Linked DNA regions of Zea mays: region 1 is linked to region 2. A link is a contact called in public Hi-C data. All regions are on one chromosome and are shown on one strand. The core of a region is the stretch at or near the end of the contact, and the rest is flanking DNA. Distances in the headings are between cores, read along the strand shown.

Region 1 (7,512 bases), core at 1,295-3,794, 780 kb before region 2:
GTAAAAGTAATAGCGTTAACCTAAGTTATCCTGGACGACCACGCGTGGCAATTAAAAAATAATAATTTTTGCCTCCTAAAACCTCTTTCTTAATTGGTTCTTGATTGCAAATCACCAGCGAACCCATATGAAAGGATGCTCAAAATCTGGCCACCGCATCAGGGTTGGTGGATGCAACGTAAAATATAATGCATAAATCAGCTCTCTGATCAGTTATATAATCGTGCCGTTTAATTATTCATGCCAGCTTTATCTGACTCACGAAATCATTGGTAAATTATTCCTCAGCTGTATTAGAAAGAGCAGTGTTGTTTAACTTGGAAAGTGATGTGGAAGCGTGTGATTGCGGTTGAACTTGTATAGGAGTAAAATGAGGAACAGTAGGAAAATAAATTTTCGGATTAAAACGGGTTGTTTGGACTGCTGCGGATATAATTCATAGAGATAAAAACACCGTAGAAGTATTAGAAGCCGGTAAAGATTAAATCCAAATGAACGAACAGGCTAAACAAATCCGGCGCCTCAAAAGTCAAGAGCAGGTACTGGGCTGTCTTGCACATGTCGCTTTTTGTCTCCCCCTGGCCCCTGGGTGAGAGTAGTAGGGATGCTAAAGTTTGCTTTCTCTTTTTGAGGCATGTGATAGGCTCTAGTTAGTTGCTAGGGCTATGTTTATAATATTTGCGCTTTTACCTATGTATGTAAGAACCGGATGGAATAATGCTATGCAGGAACCAATCATGTTTGGTCGAAATGTATAGTGACCTATCAGTAAGCTCAGCACCTGCCCCATTTCATAATGTTATCCCTGTTCATGTACCAAGGTGGCTAATGATATACGGCATATGAATACAGTAATGATCCAAGCACGTAAAAACTCGCTAGACGTTTATGCCTGCTAGCCTGCTGGGTGTGTAGACTGGAGTACTGGACAAACATCGCAATACAGAGGTACAGTATTTGTCTAGCCAATGATATACATAGATAGAAAACCACTGTTGTACGCCACTATAGCTCACGTTCTCCATGAGCTCTTCTCTCTGCTGTTTCTTCCTCTGCTAACTGCGTTATGATATGACGTCGTATAAATAATCTCACAATACTTCCTTATTTTCAGCATGGCCTCCTTTATGTTTATTTAACAGTAGCAACCAACGCCGATCGATGTTTCCTTCAAGAAACGGCCACTCACTATGTGGTGTGCAGAAGAACAAATGTAAGCAGCTCCTACGGGTACCAGTAGTCATGTCAGTGTGGAAGCTTTCCAACCAACGCCTCCTTCGAGGAACCCGGTCGTGCTGACATGAATGTAGGCCATGCAAACACAAGCACCTAACGCGAATCATCACGACGCGCCGTGTACTGGGCGTTGGTACATCACACCCCGCGTTTGACCTGATCGGAAGCATGCGTGTGTGTTGGCTGCAGGACCGGCTATAGGTTTCCTGCATTGGACAGCAGAAGCCAGTCATGTTTTAGGCACGCACGCGCTCCGGCCGTTTGATGAATCATCCATCTTTCGTATTGATCACTACGCTGATATAGCAAACTTTAAGGTGTGAAACCACGAGACGAGCGATAAATCTTAGACGTTACCTATACATATGAAGCTTGTGCGAAAAAAAGGCGTGCCGCTGTAGCATCATTCGTATACACTTTTGTCCCCAAAGACAGGGATACGAATCCATGCTCGACACAACCCTCCCTTCCCTGCAGATAACGACACTTAAGTATAACAAAAGTAGTTGGATTATTTCAGAAGCAAAATCTCACTTTTCGCTGGCCTTTTTGTACTTTGGTTACTTGAGTTCAGACAGTGTATGCTATATTGTCATGTGCTGCGTAAGGTTTAAATATGGTTCGACAAATATATCAGTATATCACTACTTTGTTATGGGTGGGGCCTAGCACAAACTTGATACATCTAGGATAAAGTTAGAACAATGACTCATCTACTGTAAAGCGACACCTGTCCTGTTATGGTAGTTTAAGTCCATTCCTGGACGACTCCAGATCCAGGATATGATGCTGTTACATAATGCGATTGTTCACAATAAAATTGCATGATGTTCTTCTACTCTTTAGGCAGTTTTGTTCAACAGGCAAGTTGCATAATGCATGTGCATATATGAGCAGCATAATCATCAATTAATCATAGGTTCGTCATTTTAGTTTCACTCCTTCACATTATTCCAGCCCTTGAAGAAAAATGTAGCAGTGCTTGCTGTTTAATAAGTGGCAGAGCTGTTTTCACTCCACCTACGCTTGTCCAGGACCAAAATTTTAATCTGTCACTTTGAGCTAAAACTGAAGCACCAAACCGCTACAAAGAACGTAAGAGCTGAATTGTAACTTGATGGGATTACTATAGCAGTTGCTACAGTTCTTGCTAGCTACCTTATACTATACGCATCACCCTAACAACCCGGCTGACTGCTGCATCTGACCCCACCGTCCCCTGCTCCAAACCAACTCTCCTTTCCTTACATGCACTACACCCACTTCCTGCAGCTATATATACCACCATATGCCCATCTTATGAAACCATCCACAAGAGGAGAAGAAACAATCAACCAGCAACACTCTTCTCGTATAACATAATACAGCGAAGGTAACTCACATGGCAACTTCCATGGGTTGTCTCGTCTTGCTCTGCCTTGTTTCTTCTCTCCTTCCCAGTGCCGTCCTTGGCCACCCATGGGGTGGCTTGTTCCCACAGTTCTATGACCATTCGTGCCCCAAGGCGAAGGAGATTGTGCAGTCCATTGTGGCACAGGCTGTGGCCAAGGAGACCAGGATGGCGGCATCTTTGGTCAGACTGCATTTCCATGACTGCTTTGTCAAGGTTCAATTCTGCTTCCTCTGTTATGTTCTTTATATTACATGCTCTGACAAACTATAAAGCTTGATACTGCAGTACAATATAACAAGTTAGCGACACAAGTTTTGTACTTCAAGTCTTTTAACTATATGTTGGTGCAATAAGATTATGAGTAATCCATATGAAGGTGTTGCAAGCGAATATGAAAGGCAAAGATAAACGGATGAACCCATTACTAGCTTTGGCTGTATCAGACCAATAACTTGAAATGCACTTGTGCTAGCATGCCTAAGTATTAGAAAAGGTAGCATGGGAGAATCTATATTATTTTGGCTAACTTCTTTAGTTACTATTGATTGATGAGAAAGCCTACCATTGCCCATGCCAGCCCTAATGTCCCGGTGACATGATTGAGCCAGTACTATGATTAATTTACTCTATTGTTCTCCTTTTTTGAGTGCTGTATAAGATGTCCTTTTTTTGAGCCACTCGAGAAGATGTTTACTTAACTCTAGTGCGCAATGATTGGAGCTCTCAGTGCAACGCATGTGCTCTGTAATCTACTGTCACCACTACCCTGTAGTGTGTGCTTAAACTCTAAACTATTCCACGTGGCTAGTAATTACCAATCATTTACAACACTGTTACATGTGTAGGGCTGCGATGCTTCGGTGCTGTTGGACAACAGCAGCAGCATAGTTAGTGAGAAAGGGTCCAACCCGAACAGGAACTCCCTCAGGGGGTTTGAGGTGATCGACCAGATTAAGGCTGCTCTTGAGGCTGCCTGCCCAGGCACAGTCTCCTGTGCCGACATTGTTGCCCTTGCGGCTCGTGATTCCACCGCCCTGGTATGTTCCACACTTCCACTATCGACAATCCTTTCCAACCTCAAGGAACAGACATGATATTTGTGAGTGTATATATATATATATAGTGATAGCTTTGGCAAACTTAGATATTTTCTGAGCTCTAAACCGTAGGTTGGTGGACCATACTGGGACGTGCCACTTGGCCGGAGAGACTCGCTCGGTGCAAGCATCCAGGGCTCCAACAATGACATCCCAGCCCCCAACAACACACTCCCCACTATCATCACCAAGTTCAAGCGCCAGGGCCTCAATGTTGTTGATGTTGTCGCCCTCTCAGGTGATTTTTCTTGTATTTATTAGTAACATCTGTCCTTCGTTATTCACCAACTTAGCGCACACTCATATTACGCATGGATACAATATCATGTGTGAATACAGGTGGTCACACCATTGGTATGTCTCGGTGCACTAGTTTCCGGCAGAGGCTATACAACCAGACAGGCAATGGCATGGCTGACAGCACACTGGATGTATCCTACGCCGCAAAGCTGAGGCAGGGATGCCCCCGCTCTGGTGGTGACAACAACCTCTTCCCCTTGGACTTCATCACCCCTGCCAAGTTTGACAATTTTTACTACAAGAACCTCCTGGCCGGCAAGGGCCTTCTAAGCTCTGATGAGATTCTGTTAACCAAGAGCGCTGAGACAGCGGCCCTCGTGAAGGCATATGCTGCTGATGTCAATCTCTTCTTCCAGCACTTTGCACAGTCTATGGTGAATATGGGCAACATCTCGCCACTGACAGGGTCACAAGGTGAGATCAGGAAGAACTGCAGGAGGCTCAACAATGACCACTGAGGGCACTGAAGTCGCTTGATGTGCTGAATTGTTCGTGATGTTGGTGGCGTATTTTGTTTAAATAAGTAAGCATGGCTGTGATTTTATCATATTATCGATCTTTGGGGTTTTATTTAACACATTGTAAAATGTGTATCTATTAATAACTCAATGTATAAGATGTGTTCATTCTTCGGTTGCCATAGATCTGCTTATTTGACCTGTGATGTTTTGACTCCCAAAACCAAAATCACAACTCAATAAACTCATGGAATATGTCCACCTGTTTCTTGAAGAGTTCATCTACCATTCCAGTTGGCATTTATCAGTGTTGCAGCGGCGCTGTGCTTTGTAACATAACAATTGTTCAGGCATTATATCCAAATCTAGAGGCCTACCAAAATGAGATAACAAGCCAACTAATCTGCTGGGAAATAGGTAACAAGTCTCTAACAAGATCTTAAGCTTATTCTGAGATGATGTCGAGACCGATGCCTTTTGTTACGTCGTGCCGTGCCTCTTGTTGCCATGCTGGTAAGTTGCTGCCTCTTGATGAGGGCAAGCTGCTTATCAAGGCGGGATGAAGTGTTATGGACGCAGGCATGGGTGCTGCTAGCTTGGCATCCAGGGTTCCAGGATAACCCATCTACCTGCATTAGTTTGTTTAGTTTCTTAACTGCTAAGTTGGCAGATCAGGTTAGTTAGACAAGATTGCTAGTTTCCTGCTTGGTTTGTTAGTTCATCATGTACGAGGGCCAGGCTATGTAATGCCAGGTGTATTATGTTGTTATTGATTGAATTAAGCAGGAGTTAACAAAAAAATCCTTCTTCTTGCTCACCCGTGGGCAAAGGCCCCTGGCCAGCGATCTCGCTCCCCCTTAACCCTAGCTCTCATACCATATTGGAATCAAATATGGGCAACAGTTACTCCCCAGATTCCAAATTTTGGTCTCTTTAGACTTCTCAAATTTTCTCCAAATGTAGGTCATTCTATGTATACTTACCCTTCTCTTCCTTGTTCCAAATTAATAAATGCTACCAGTCTCACAAATGAATGTGATCTACTTTCTTAACTCATGTGCACAAATCTAGAACCAACACATCAAAGTGTTAGAGTGGATGCACTAACTAGTTCAACCCAAAAGCTTAAGCTATTGGGAGAAGGTAGACAATCCACTTATACACTCCCACTCACATGTAGCCGGAGAGAAAGACACAAATGTGGAAATAAAGGGGTGGAGGTACAAATAAAGCATATGTCAGGATTTGAACTCGAGACATCTGGCTTTGATATCAGACGCACTAACCAGTTCAACCCAAATACTTAAGCAATTGGGAGAAGGTAGGCAATCCACTTATACACTTTAACACAGAGGAAGTGGATTCCAAAGGAAAAACTTCAATCATCATAAGGGAGGACCAAAAATACATTCATGCGACCTCCGTAGTCAGGTTGTCGTGCCTGATAGAAATCTATAGGGTTCCCATGCAAGCATTCAAACTAATGTCTTAACAATGTTAATATCACTGGATGATATTTCATATGCAATGCTAGAAGGTACCTGGTTGTGTCAGCCTCATATATGTCGGTATTGTTTCAGATTCTTGAACACTGATATGAGGGAAATCATAGGACAGCTTCTGCTTTCATGTATTTAAAGAAAACGCATCTGAAATGAGAGATAAATAAAGTTCAAGGAGAGATAAATACAGTTCAAGGATCCAGAAAGCAATTACATTTGGAAATGGGGCTAATGATGAGAAAATAAGTAATAGAGTAAGTACGAGTTAAAGAAGCTATTTACTTGCAAAACCCGCTGGTCTATTGGCTCTCTTTTACTCATGTCCTACAGTTCAACATTTACACCAGAGGCCTGGTAGATGTCTAGAGGAGTATCGTCAGTCAATGCTGGGGAAATTGAAAACAAAAAGAATGCATTGGAACTCACCCAGCAGAAAACATACCTAGAAGACAAAGGATATCAGCTGAGGGTTATAAAGTGGTTGAATCTAACAAGATGCATCCTCAACCTCCAGGCCTTTCAGAACCTTAAACCATATTGAACCATCAAATATTCAGAACTATATGGGTCAGTGCCATGGGTCAACCAGCAGACGCTCTCTCGACTCCTGTGGAAAGTGGGATATGTTTTGATATGGTGTCTGTTTTGGGAAGAACAGAAGAGACAAAAGGTTACAATAAAGAGTGCACTAGATCATGTGATGGTTGTGTGATGAACCCAAAGCACAGTTTTACTTTTCTAAACAAGACAGGCTAAAATGCAAAAAAAAGTAATTACAACTTTTTTTAAACCCCAATGTTGTAACATCAAGTCTCAACTGTATCAAGAAAAACATGCTGTACTTACGAGTTAATATGTTTGCAATCTTGATACTGCAGCAGGAAAGGTTTCCCTAAAAAGTTGAGCAGTAACCAAATTTAACCACAATTCTGAATCATTGCTTCAACTGCCTTGTTGGCCTTAAGAAGCTCCCCTTTCGAGCAAAGTGAAGCAATACCAGCATAATATGACTCAAAATCATCATTGAAAGACTTCCCAAGCAAATTTCGGTAGTCAATATCAGTGTCACCACTCGATTTTGATAAACTATCATCTCCATCTATCATGGATTGAACTTTTCCATCAGAACTCCTACAAAGACTATTGCTTGAAATATCATAAGCGACTGGACTTGCTTGTCCTGAATTTGACATGGAACCATAAGCATCCTCAGTTTTCTGTACCTTTTTTATATGCGCAAGCGCATTATAGCTGATAGAATTTGAAGAGGATAAAAGCATGAGTCCCACTTCATTTAGGATTGTTACAATCTCATCAATCCTCCCCTGATCACATGCAGAAGATAGGAGATCAACAAGGGACTCTGCCTGAATCTTATCTCCAACACTGTTTATTAACTCCGTGACTTCTTTGCACTGAAACATCTCCCTCAAGATGCCCCTGGATTCTTCCATCCTTCCTTTTGCATAGAGTCCTTTGATAAGGCTCATGAAACCAACAAAATCAGGATCTATATTCCTATGGCG
Region 2 (7,752 bases), core at 1,397-3,896:
ACATCACATCTAAAATGGGTATCGAGTTTAAATTACCTGTTCGAGATGCTATAGTGTCATTTAGATATCTATAATAGATTTAGGTGTCACGATAGGTACTCTGTTGGAGTTAGCCTAAGCAAGCATAGAGCCATTGCTCCCTCCCATCCCCTCCTCTCCCACCCCACATAACAGCAGCAAGCACCCCCCCCCCCCCCCCCCGCATGGTTGTGACAATGACATTTTAAATTTTACCGCTTGAACCATTCTAGCATGGAATTATACAAATATAGTGACGATGCAAATTCCTTTTGCTAATATTCTGAGGTATGTTCTCCTTTTCTGAATATATTACATGACAGATACCTAAATTTCTAGTGGGTTATAAGCAAAAAAAAACATAGAGCTAGATCAACAACCCGCAAGACCAAGAAAAACTTATGTAGGTACATAACACCGGACCCGTTTGTATAATAGGTCTGAACATTATAAAAATTCTGTTGGGAAACATACATACACATTGGAACCATAGCAAGAAATTCAACAGTCCTCCTGATGGGAAAAGAAACTACCAAATGAGCATTCTGCACATACTATTGAATTCTACCTTGTTACTCCTTTAGTCCTTTGTATATAACTGGTAGTGCATCAAAATGTAAATGGACCTTATCTAGTATCCCAAAGGTAGAGGAGACTACTGCAAACTGAAAACAATTGAACCTTTCTTGTCATCTGTCCCTTCCATCTCAAAATTTATTCCAAGCTAACATGGCATCTGACCTTCCTACGTAGGCGAAGTTCTCATTTAAAATTGCACAAAACATCTATTTTTATGTCCGAAGAATTTTAGGCCTACTATTATACACAATGAACAACTTTGGAGGGTTCAATGCTAGAAACTTCCTAAATCCTAAGAGAATCTTTACCAAAACAATCCCCTCTCCCTGTAACCAGCAATGAAAAGGATTGAAGCAAAAAAAACAAGCTCCAACACATCCCCTTTCCTAATTTTTTTCTCAACCTCTCAAAATCTCCTTTCTTCCTCCTCATGTCACTAAGATTGTGGCCTTGTGGGTCCATAGGATAGGACTGGAGCACCACCGCAACACCAGTGCACCAAGCACGAAGCACGCAGGCCCCATGCCGCCGACACCACTTCGGGCAGTCAAGTGTGTGGGTTGGCCACACCGCCACACCACTGCCACACTGGGCACGCGGGCCCAGACCGCGCTAGGCAGACGAGCACTTGGGTCGCCACATTGTCACCTTGGGCAAGCACTGAAAGAGATGGGAGGGAGAGGAAAGAGAGAACAGGAAGATAAAAGAAGAGAGTTGCAATGACATGTGGGTCTCATGAACGTAAAGGGGATGGATTTTCTCAATTGCTATAGAAGCCCTCCCCTATAACATGGAATTCAGTTTTATCAATCCGCTATAGGGAATTTTAAGGGAAAAGGAAGCTTAACTAAAACATTACAGATTCTAAAGGTCTGTTTGTGAGCTATAAAAAAAGTTGTTGTGAGCTATGTGTTGGCAAAAGATTGTAAGTTTTTTGTTTTTTGGTTGAAACAACTATAAAACTTACACCGTCTCTTCATTTCCCTCGAAACAGCTATAAAATATTAAAAGTCTCACTATTTCCACCTATTTGGGAAAGTCGAAAGCCAAAATAAGGGTCCAAGAAGCGGTGAAAATTAAGTTACACGAAAGGAACTGCTTCTGGAAAAGCAGTTTCAGGTTCTAAACATTTGGTTGAGCTTCAGCTTCTCATTAGAAACACTTTCCAGAAGCTGAACCAAACACAGCCTAATATATGGTGCAAGGATCCACAGTTCAAAGCTATGTTCCAATCACAATCCAAAGTTATGGTGTAAGACGAAAATAATTACTCTAACCACCCAACAAGTATAACTCAAATCCACACTGCACACCAGCAACACAACCTAAAACTACGAACATAACATAGAAACACATCACTTCAGGATGCAAAAAACCAATAAACTGAAGCACCAAAAATAACTAGATGAGATGACAGGAGAGCAGACAGAGACATCATGACGGGGATGGGCTGCTCACAGGATGGATATCTAATGTTTTTGCTGGAAATTCCCCAATTTTGGCAGGAACAGAACTGTTTCCGATGAACCTTTGAAACAGGCCTATACTGTATCGACTACCGCGTTCAAGGCTAATAAAATAAAATGCTACAGAATCATATCAGAACTAGAGTCCAGCACAATCTGGCCTACAGCACTACAGAGTCTTTAACACGTCACCAGAAATCTTTTGTATGACCATTAGGGTTCATAGTTCAGAACTGGGACGGCTGGGCCGCACCGGAAAACGACGGCGGTACCTTCGTAGCGTGGAGTAGGCCTCGGCCCGGCGCTGTTGCACGGCGAGGAACCCGCGGAGCAGGCCCACCAACGCGGCAGCGCTACGCCGCTCGCCGCTGGTATCTGCATCCATAGCGGCCTCCTCGACAGTGGAGGCGGCCGGAGTCGGTTGGTCTTCGGCCATATGGTTCCCGATGCTCGGCTCCATCTCCGCCATGGCTTCTCTCCCTCACAAGTCACGAGGAGTCGCACTCCCCCCTCGTCTTCTATGTTGCTTCGCCTCAGCTCTCGACGGCGACGGCTCCTAGATCATGGAAAGACAGCTTCCGACAGCTGTTCAGAATGCAATCCAGTGTGCTACGAATTAAAGGCAAACAAAAAAATTATTTGTTGGTTTTTAGTGTTTGAATGTTGTATAGTTAATAGTTAGTGACTAAAATTGGCTAGAAACATCTAAGCACTCTAGCTAATATTTTAGCTACTAACTATTTTTAATAAATTATCTACTAGTTAACTAGCTATTTGTTAGCTAGCTAATTCTAATACCAATTTTTAGCTAGCTCTAGTGCATTCAAACACTCTTTTAAAGTATTTGAATGTACTAGATCTAATAGTTAATGACTAAAATTAGTTGAAGAAATCCAAACAACGTAGCTAATAGTTTAAGTATTAGCTATTTTAGTAAATTAGTTAATAGATAGCTGGCTATTTGTTAGCTATCTAATTCCACTAATAACTTTTTAGTCAACTAACTATTAGCTCTAGTGCATTCAAACACCGCTTATTTCTATCAAAAATCTAGAATCTCAGTAAAAATAAAAGGTCCGAAAGCAAAATAAATTCCTAAAAATATATCGCTAGTTTAATCTAGAATCTCTTTATATGCTATATTTTTCATATTTCTATATCTAAATTTTAAAAATATTACCTAGTTACCAATATTACATCGAACCATTTTATTTTCTATTCAAACATTCTCACTCAACTTGTCGGTCAGCTATTAGAACATGTCCTGTGTCCAGCAGAATATAGGGATCTCCACTGGTAAAGTATTAGAGATAGTCTTAGAGGGTGTTTAAATGCACTAGAACTAATAGTTAGTTGGCTAAAAAATTACTAGTTGAATTAGCTAACTAACTATTAACTAATTTATTAAAAATAGTTGAACTATTAGTTAGGGTGTTTAGATGTCTCCAACTAATTTTAACTACTAACTATTAGCTCTAGTGTATTTAAACACCCCTTACTTGACAACACCTTCTAACGGCGACCAGAATCGACACTATCCACATGTTTGGTTGGCTTCTCCCGGTAGCCCGACTGCATAAGCCAGGTCGGCGGGAGCCTGGCTCCAGAGATGCGAACAGTTTGCTCGCGTCTGCAGAGCCTGGCTCAAGATGCTTTAAGTATCGTGCGAGTCTGACTCCACATCTGTACGCAGGTAACCAAACACACACCTCGCATGCGTAGAGCCTGGTTGATAACAATCAAACACCAGCTTATTGCATCCTGCGATGCAAGCACCAGCAAATACAGGCAACCAAACACATGGTATGTTTCTGTGCCCGACTTAGAGGTTAATGACATGGATTATTTGTCCCTAAACCGTTGTACCTCTTTCTCAGCGACATTTCAACGTTGCTCATCGCCCAACATTCACATTGTTCGTTCATATATGTTGTTGCCCGCTTCAACACCTCTCCAGCCTACACTTTGATGCTTTGTGACTGCAAGACTACATCCCCATAAAAGACAATGATGCAACATCTATCGTTTTAGTTGTTGTCACCGTCATATATGTTACTCGTGTAGGGTCTTATGTATGCATTGGATTGGACATTGCTACAGACACGATGTTTGAACCTAGTGTTGTGGGAGTAGGACCCCGTGGCATGCGTACCGCCCCATTGCCGATGATGATATGCTGCCGAATCATCTCTTTCAAGAGGCCTGGGCGACGTCTCTCCTGCCATATTGACAAGTTATTATCATCTTATAGAATCTATAGTTAATAGTTTTTCAACCAAATAGATTCCAGCTTTTCCATAGTTGTTAGCTTGTAGTAGCTTTTCTCATGGCTCGTGGCTAAAATTAGATTTTTAGTAATCTACAGTTGGACCAAATACACTCTTAGCGGTTGTTGTAGAGATTATGAGTGTGTTTAGCACAATTTCTAGAGTCATGATGCACTAAAATAGCTCTACTTTATTAAAAATAGCTTAATATAAAAAGGTAAATCTAGACATGAGATTCACCATGGATCAGCCTCATCATATATATGAGATCTACCCAAGGTCTATGAGGAAATTGTTTTTACTACACATCAACTTCATATCCACGAAAGTTTTCTATGGAAACTACATGTTTTACCCTTAGATTGATACATATAGCACGCATATTTGTTCTGATTTATTCTAAAAATGGAATATTTTTAACACAAATGCAATATCTTGATACGTAGGATAGATAATTAATTAACTCATATCTATGACAACATCTCAATAATATTATGATAATTCATGCATAGCAATAACTAAAGATTAAATGAAGAGTAGTATTTTATTACATGCTAATTTCAAGCAAGAGCAAGAGTCATGGCCAAGTCATCACCAAATATATCCATAGTGGTGGCATTGACTTTTAAAGTAGTACTATTCAATATAATTGCATATCAATTATACCTTTCTGGTATTGTAGAGCTAAAATAAGGACCGCAATCGAGATGGAGCGAAGTCTAAATCTTCACTACCACACTCATGAATAAAATTATGAAAGACCATACAAGCAACAACCATACTTTTTTTATTCCACATTGGATAATTAGGAATTTTGTATAAAATTTTTCACTTTAACTTTAACACTCCAAAAAATCTCTTAATAACATTTCTGTAAGGAAAATGACGTCGGGTCATTTGGCTCAATAGGTTTTGGTGTTTGATGATCAACATAACCTATTGACTAATGTGTTTGCTAGTGTTTATGTTTATAGTTCACAGGATGTGAAAAGGATTAGACTAAGACACTGAGGATGCAACACCTCAAATGAAGACATAAAAAGAGCTTAAAATTCCAAGACTCAAGACCAAAGGAGCCCAAGAACAAAATACAGAAGACCTAGAAGATGGGATGTCAGCTGGCGCACTGGTGGCACACAGTTGGCTCACCTGTGGCACACAATTGGCTCACTGGTGGCACAAAGTTGGTTCACCGGTGGCACACAGTTGGCGCACAGGACAGCCAATAGAGTTTCCATTTGCTCCATGTCTGAGAGGAGGCACCGAACTGTCCAAACAATCATTGTTCACTGTCTGGTGCACGTAACGGCTAGCTGTCAGAACTAGCCATTGGCTGCACACAGTTGGCACATAGTTGGCTCACCGGTGGCACACAGTTGGCGCACAGGACAGCCAACAGAGTTTCCATTCTGAGAGGAGGCATCAGACTGTCCGGTGTGCACCGGACAATCACTATTCACTGTCCGGTGCACGTAACGGCTAGCTATCAGAACTAGTCGTTGGCTGCACGTCGTTGGCTCACCGGTGGCACATAGTTGGCTCACCGTTGGCACACTGTTGGTGCACCGGACTGTCCGGTGTGTCAGAAGTAGCCGTTGGCTGCACACCGTTGGCACACAGTTGGCTCACCAGTGGCACACAGTTGGTGCACCGTTGGCACACAGTTGGCACACCGTGGGCTGACAGGACTGTCCGGTGTGCCACCCTTACAACAGTCTGCTTTTCAACGGCTAGTTGAGTTGGGGCCTATATATATTTCACCCAACCAGCCATTTGAAGGAGTGGGAGCCCAAGCAACATACCAAGGCATATTGTAGACATTTCCAAGTGCTCAAACACCCAAGTGCTTAATAGAATCACTCGGTGATTAGCGTAGGTGCTTTGCGAAGTGCTTAGGTTAGTTAGACCGCATTAGCGCTTGCTCTAGGTGAATCCTAGTTAGTTGAGTGAGTTTAGACAAACCACACAACCCGTCGGCTCTTGCGCGAGCTGTTGTAATTGTACCGAGTGGGGGCGAGAGTCTTGCGAGACCGTGACAACCGCATTTGTGTCACGGTCGCCACCGTGTACCGGAGGGAACGAGGCCCGCAGTGTTTTGGCCGGAAGCTCGATAGTGGAGACGGCGGGGAGCGTCCGAGAGGAGTCGGAAGCGAAGCACCACTTGCGTGTGGAGAAGGCCCGCGACTCTCTACGGAGTTACTCGACCGAGGTGCTTGGCCCTCGCATGGGCAACTTTGCGTAGGGGCACCAACGAGGATTAGTCGGGACCTTGCGTGGTTCCAGATACCTTGGTAAAAATACCAGCGTCATCCACGAGAGTTTGCATTTCTACCTTGTTCGCTTCCGCATTTATATTAAGCATTTAAGTCTCAATCTTGTGTTTATAGTTATATTGTTGCAGATTGAAACTTAGCCATTGCGGTAGAGATAGCAACACTTAGAAAAAACCTATTTTGCACATTCTAGTTTGATTAATTGCATATGTTTTGCTCTAGGGATTTATTTGTGGCCTAGTTTATTGAAAGTTTTAGAAGTCCTAATTCACCCCCTCTTAGGCGTCACCTGTTTCTTTCAATTTTGAATATGACAATGAATGCAATTGATTCTTTCCTTAGGTGTTTTAGGTTACATACCTTTATGCCACTCTAGTATATGATATATTTCAACGTGGGAATACTTTTTTGTCCATTAAGCATCAACAAACTACTGGATAGTTGGGCCGATTAAGCATCAACAACGTAATATTAGTGTAGACATGGTGAAAATAATAAATTTTAATAGTTGTTATCATACAAAAGAGACTAATGACTAATAGTTATTCATTTATAGTACATTGTGGAGAATGTGGGAAGACTTTTTGTCCATATTGATTGCAATAATACATTTGCGTCATGCATAGCTCTCAGTTGACCCATGAATACACAAATGAATCGCATGTTAAAATCACAAACTGCTAAGACATTTGATTGACTATCCTATTTTCTAAATATACCTCACTTACTTGTCGAGTAGAAGAGAAACTTGAATATGTGTATCATATAGAGCACCAATGCAATCCTTAAAATATGGATAGGTTTGTCTATCATCTCAAAATTGGGATCTTTAAGTATAATGAAATCCTTTGCCATAGCCATCAAAGAGTTAAGGACCTCATCTAATTTCCTAGTAATTGTCTCACCTGAATGCCGGACCGACTTTGAATTTTTTTGACCTGACTAAGTTCTAGCACAAGTAAATAAAAACATGGTAAGGCTATCATATGTAGTCATATGATAGGATGATTTTAGCCCATACCTCTCCACTATTAAAATATGGAGGTCCTCAAATATTTCATTGATCATACAAAGTTGGTCATGGCATTTCTCTAAACTGCTCAATATCTCAAGCAAAAACCTCATGTTAGTGGTTGAAGTTATAGAAGT

Evidence for each region. Hi-C and Micro-C count contacts between places; a contact is called where the count stands out from the background.
Region 1: a Hi-C map of ear shows a contact between it and region 2, with 2.8 times the contacts expected there. The contact joins the promoter of LOC100282124 here to the promoter of LOC100278893 in region 2. A contact is called at or near these places in 2 of 25 Hi-C or Micro-C datasets (ear and leaf).

What each region holds. Positions count from the first base shown.
Region 1 is chr3:40,544,210-40,551,721 of Zm-B73-REFERENCE-NAM-5.0, reverse strand. LOC100282124 (peroxidase 72) reads left to right here and starts at 2,544. Exons shown (of 4, transcript NM_001155037.2): 1 at 2,544-2,842; 2 at 3,475-3,666; 3 at 3,799-3,964; 4 at 4,066-4,755. The coding sequence starts at 2,618. The coding sequence ends at 4,484. LOC103649988 (pentatricopeptide repeat-containing protein At5g57250, mitochondrial) reads right to left here. Exons shown (of 6, transcript XM_020550186.2): 1 at 6,833-7,512; 2 at 6,429-6,593; 3 at 6,269-6,337; 4 at 6,026-6,133; 5 at 1,594-2,908; 6 at 918-1,442. The coding sequence ends at 6,904.
Region 2 is chr3:39,765,703-39,773,454 of Zm-B73-REFERENCE-NAM-5.0, reverse strand. LOC100278893 reads right to left here and starts at 2,646. Exons shown (of 4, transcript NM_001152022.1): 1 at 2,336-2,646. The coding sequence starts at 2,532.